Linked DNA regions of Zea mays: region 2 is linked to region 1. A link is a contact called in public Hi-C data. All regions are on one chromosome and are shown on one strand. Each heading gives the region's core, a stretch centred on a gene start, on an enhancer-like site or on the middle of the called end of the contact. The rest is flanking DNA. Distances are from core to core; before and after follow the strand shown.

Region 1 (2,964 bases), core at 348-2,847:
AAATGATCGCTGAGAAGAGCATCTGGTTGGCATTTTTCTTCTTGTCCAGGTCCTCGATCTCCCCTGCGAGCGTGACAAATTGAGTCAGCACCTAGAGATGTCAAGAGACTCGTACCCAGAAATTCCTCCATTAGGGCTAGTTTGGAAACTCCATTTTCTCAATAGATTTCTGTTTTTCTAAGGGAAAATAAACTAAATTTCCTTGGAAAAATGGAAATAACATGAGAAAATAAGGTTACCAAACTAACCCTTAGAGTTAGAGCATGGAATAAAAAATGTCTCCATATATATATAGGACAAAATCTTCACCCATTGGATAGTGAGTTTGGGAAGCAATCATCCAAACTTGATTACATGAGTAATATTCATCCAGTAAAATTAGATGTGTGGTCTAATCTAATAGACAATAAACACAACAACTAACACAACCTCTTACAACCCTTTCACTCAACCTACGACCACCCACCACATCAGCCCATGTGTCACTTTGTGTTTTGTTGTTTTATATGGTAAACAATGTATTTTCTTATTACATATTAGATTTATTGGTGACTTATTGTTGTTGGGTCATATAAAATATAATGTGATAATGCTTTTATTTTTGTTAAGGACCCATTGGGGACCCAATAACTGAATATAGATGGATATGAGATGAATTTTATATCCATAATGGGTATGAATACGGGGACGGGGATGTCTATAGCTTCATGGGAATGGGTATGGATGCCCAAATCCAGCGGTAAATTCTCCATTGTCGCCTCTAACCGGTTCCCAGTCCTGCATGAATCCCCAATTCACTAGCAACTATCCGATCGTAAAAGGGAGGTGGATTGCCTACTTGTGATGGGACTGACTTGAGCAGTCCAGTCTTGGATCACCTCGTTGAGGCTGTTGTGGACGGTCTCGTCGGCGTCGGACAAGGGGGGCAGCCCGGACGCAGCGAGCAGCCGCTGCGTCATGCCACGCTGCGCCATCAAGCTCACGCGGATCTGGTCGATCAGCTCCTGCGGGTAGAGGGATAATTAACCATGGCAAATCGTTAATTATCCCGCGTGTATAAAAAATTATCGAACACGGAAATAAAAACGAAATGTCGAGCCAAAATCAATTAAACTCATTCTTAAATAAAAAAAATAGCACGGTTGTCAGCATCGGCAGCAGGTAAGGCGCGGATTGGTGAAAACATAGGGGGGAAGAGGATACCTGCTTCTGGGTGAGGAGGTCGCGGCACATCTCCTTGAGCGCGGCCGCCTCTTCCTCCAACCGCTTCACCCGCGCCACCAGCTTCGCCGGATTCGCCTGCAACCGCCGCCGCCGATCCCGTCAGCGACGAAAGGAGCGGTTAGGGATGAGGGCGACGAGAATACTGACATGGTCAGGGTAGGCGGCGCGGAACTCAAGGTCGAGTCGGCGCTGCACGTCGGCGAGGGTGCCTCTGGCGTTGGTGAGCGTCAACAGGACGTCGTTCACCGCCGGATGGTACTCCGGCCGCCGCCTGCTCGGATCCGCCGCCATCCTGACGTAGCTTTGGTGGCGGTCCTGGCGGAGGATCAGGATGCGATGTTTGCTCCTATTTTTTATCTTTCTCTGTGTGTGCAGGTGTTGCCGTGTGGGCTAGAAGCATAGAAGGCAGGTACCCGCACCTGCTCGTGCCGCTCTGGTTTTTGAAATTTTTGCGAACTGGAACGAATTGCCGCTTTGGTGGCTTTCGAGTTTCGACACGATGCGTGGGCCCACCTCTCAGACCTACTCCAAGTCTCCAACAGTCCAACTGGTCCAGTTTCCACTGGGTGGCTGCGGCGTTCCGCTGCAGGGTACACGGATTGTAGCGTATTCCCATGCAAATTCACTGTTTTCTCACAAAACGCCATAGAAAAAAACTGATTGTTTGCTTCAAAGTAGCTCTGGGCAAAAAAAAAAAAAAATCCTAAACCCGAAATACCCGAACCCCATATTATCCAAAATCTAAATTTTATTTAGAAATTTCAGGTCACAACTTATGAAACCCAAAATCATTTTGGTTAATTCGGATACCACCTTCGGTCCCAGATAACCCGAACTCCAGGCAACACTAGAATTCTGCAATCGGTGCTGCACTGCTGCCTGTGTCGACTGTGTCCGTGTGCATGCCGATGTCTCTATCTGCCTATCTACCTACCTGTGAGTGCGTGCAAATGCTGAAGAAAGTGCAAGTGTGCAGCCGGTAATAGCAGCAGTGCATGTGAACGACTTGAAGACGTAAAGACCATTTTCCATCCTTCCGTCAGGTAATCAGGCGCACATTGAGTCATGTGAAAGCCAACCAATGCTCAATCTCTTTGGATGATATCCATTTATCTGCAGCCTAGCTAATGTCCTACGATCTGATCAGCTTATTGTGGCTTTTAGTATTTACTACTAGTTTAACTGATGAAAATAATCTAACTGTTTTGAATCAGTTAATAGCTAGAGTAGTTACTATTAGTTTAAATGATCAAAGAGACGTTTTTGTGGGGGATCTGCTCCAACAAGATCAGTTTATAGTCAGCTCTATGCATAGGACTTTGGTCGCTCCGAACATTGTTTCGATAAATCACCCAATCTGGGATTTAAAGATTCCTTTGAAGATTAAAATTTTTTATGTGGCACTTAGTTAAGGGCATAGCCCTAACAAAGGATAATTTAGCAAAAAATAGTGGTATGAAAGTGTTAAATGTTGTGGATGCAACTTAGATGAATCTATTCAACACCTTTTCTTTGAGTGCCATATGGCTAGATGTGTATGAAGAGGGGTGAAAATTTCATTTAACATCGCACCACCATCAAGCATCTAACATATGTTTTGGCACTTGGTTACAAGATTTAAGCTCTAGGCGTAAGAGCTTTATTTGGGGTGGAACATGTGCTCTCTACTGGGCTACATGGTTAAGTCGCAATGATGTTGTTTTTGATAATGCACAAGATTCCACTCATTTGCAGGTCAAA
Region 2 (2,964 bases), core at 147-2,646, 190 kb before region 1:
TTTCATTATTCATAGTTTTTACCCTAGAACAAGGTTTCCAATTCGTAGACCATAAAAGAGACACACATAGTCTACTGTCTTACTCCTACATGCTTCCTTCGAGAATGAATGAAATTCTAGTTATATCTTTAATTAAATCATAAATAAGTTTTTTTAATATGCATAGAAAGAACTACCAAAACTTTTGCGACAACTACATGTACCTTCTACAACACTCCATTGCCGAATATACGAGCTGCAGGGGAGCAGCGGACGACACGGTGACACCGACACGCAAGCGAGGAGGGGGGACTACCGCTATCGCCTTTGTCTCCTCTTCCTCTCCACGCTGCGTCGAGGCGAGCCCTGACGCATGGCGCCGCACCAGCCGGTGATGGTGCATGTTGATGAAGAAACGCGCGCGAGGAAGATGAAAAACCAGATTGTATAGATGTACATTTGGGTCGGGTCTGGTGGGCCGGCTCGAAGCACGAAAAAAAACACGGTCCAGACCGGCATAACCCAAAATATTTTAGTGCCGGACCGGCACGACCCGTTATATCGGGCCGGGTTTGGACCGAGGTCACGGCCCATGGACGGGCACGAGCACGACCCGTTTAAGGCAAGCATGAAATGGCTCATATAGAGGCACGAAAAGGCCATATGTTTATTAAAACCACACTTTCATATATTTGATAAAAAACACAAAGCTAGAGATAATACTAGTTTGATGTTTTTTGTAGCTTTGAATTAGAGTATGTTATATAATTTTTTTATGAACATTCGACAATAAACTGAACTTACGAACTTTGTATAGAGCTAACTGTACTCTTTTTCTTTCTAACAAAATTATTTGTAAACAAGGTAGTCATTGCATAGCTGTGATAACTTTAATACAAATATTAAGTTTTCTTTTGTTCAAATTTATTTGTCTTATCTTTTATTTGTTTTATTATTTTTTGAATTTAGGGCTCTAATGTGAATTTTGGGTAAAAAACTAAATTTCGGGACCTAATGTGAATTTCGGGTCAAAAATAAAATTTCGGTCTTTTATAATTTCGGGCCGTCCGAAATGAGCCCGATTACGGGCTGGACCGTGGCCCGACGGCAGGCCCATGGCCGACCCGGCACGGCCCGAAATTCAAACGGGCTGGACCGACCCAAAATTCAAACAATACGAGCCTTTTTAGGCTTGGACCAGGCTGCCCGAATGTACATTGGTATACCGAGTGAGCCTTTCGAGTGCAAAAAAGAAACTAGAGTTTTTATCCTTTTTTTTCAACTGTTTTAGATGTTCGGCCCGCGTCCGAAGTGCCAAGTCCGAACAAGTGGCGCCCTCCTTGCATGCGAATGCACGCCCTCTTCCTCTTCTCCATTTTCCTTTCTCCTCCTCCGCAACGCACGGCCTGTCACTACAGCCTACACGCCCCCGCCTCCTGCCCTCCTCTGTCCACATCCTCGCCTCTCCCCACTAGTTCGCTCGCGTGATGGTGGTGCGGGAGCAGCGGAACAAGGGTTCGTCGTCGGCCACCCTGTGACACCCCGCCCCCGCCCCCGCGGCGGAACCTGCAAACCCGGAGGCCGGAGCTCCGACTTCGTCGGCCATCGACCGCGTCTGATCGGCGCTGGGACCTGCCGTCCGGACGAAATCGGTCAGCATGGCGGGGCCCAATGAGAAGGCGGCGGCGGGAGGCGGGGGTGGCGAGAGGCGCAAGTACCCGATCCACATGGAGGACTACGAGCTGTACGAGGAGATCGGGCAGGGCGTCAGCGCCATCGTGTACCGCGCACTCTGCAAGCCACTCGACGAGATCGTCGCCGTCAAGGTGGTCGACTTCGAGCGCACCAACAGCGACCTGGTACGCGCGCCGCCACAACATTCCCTATTCCCGTTTGGTCCTATCCGTCGCCCCCATTTTATTTTTTCTCCGGCTGCTTCCGTTGCGGCTCGTCCACTGGATACTGATGCGTGTCGCCGAATGCCATGGCGCACATCTTAGTTTTAAGTTTAGGAACGATTTGGGCAAGTGATGTTCAGAATAATGCCTTTGGTGGATTCACATTTCTGAATAATAAAATTATCTTGTGTATTATTATAGCTGAAGAAGGATTATAATGGCTCAATGAATAAATGAGCACTAGTTTGGTGGTACTGGTTAAAAATCTAGAATATGGCTATATGAGGTGCAATAGTTTGAACTTTGAACACTGTTTCAGTTGCATTTTTCTTACTGTATTTGTTACTGTCGGTTCACATATCCATGGATCCTATTCAAGTTTCTCGCACTACCACCAGGATTGTAAGCGCCTCTCAGTATCTAATGTGAAATGTTCAACACAGAACAACATCGTTCGTGAAGCTCAGACAATGATTTTGATAGACCATCCTAACGTTGTCAAGGCGCATTGTTCATTTGCAAAAGACCAAACGTTATGGGTGGTTATGCCGTATATGGCTGGGGGGTCCTGTCTTCACATAATGAAATCAGTGCATCCTACTGGATTCGAGGAACCCATCATCGCGACTATACTTCGTGAAGTCCTGAAAGGTTTAGAGTATCTTCACCATCATGGCTCTATACATCGAGATGTGAAGGTAAATGTACAGTTTCAATTGGATGTATTCAGGGGTATCTGTTGCTTTCTTCTTCTTTGTGACTGCTATATGGCTATATCAAATTAGAATGTATATATTTTTTCCTAATTGTTTCACAAATTTGAGTGGTTGTTATTTTATATCTGTTTGGTGATAGGCAGGAAATATTCTAGTCGATTCTCGGGGTGGAATTAAACTTGGGGACTTTGGAGTCTCTGCTTGCCTTTTTGATTCTGGTGATAGACAGAGGGCCAGGAATACTTTTGTGGGAACACCTTGCTGGTACAGAATCTTAAATAATACAGAATATTATTTCAAGCATGTAGAGTTTGTTTTCCCCCTTCATGCACATGTTCATCCTTGGACATTTTTAATGTATTAGGATGGCG

Evidence for each region. A called contact is a pair of places that touch in the nucleus more often than the background predicts.
Region 2: a contact with region 1 is called in a Hi-C map of leaf, with 6 times the contacts expected there. The contact joins the promoter of LOC100285238 here to the promoter of LOC100276200 in region 1. A contact is called at or near these places in 3 of 25 Hi-C or Micro-C datasets (ear, leaf and tassel).

The regions. Positions count from the first base shown.
Region 1 is chr4:179,671,654-179,674,617 of Zm-B73-REFERENCE-NAM-5.0, reverse strand. LOC100276200 reads right to left here and starts at 1,597. Exons shown (of 4, transcript NM_001150045.2): 1 at 1,372-1,597; 2 at 1,204-1,299; 3 at 839-1,004; 4 at 1-63. The coding sequence starts at 1,515.
Region 2 is chr4:179,862,843-179,865,806 of Zm-B73-REFERENCE-NAM-5.0, reverse strand. It overlaps LOC100285238 (STE20/SPS1-related proline-alanine-rich protein kinase), which reads left to right and starts at 1,396. Exons shown (of 20, transcript NM_001158132.1): 1 at 1,396-1,838; 2 at 2,321-2,575; 3 at 2,733-2,857; 4 at 2,958-2,964. The coding sequence starts at 1,638.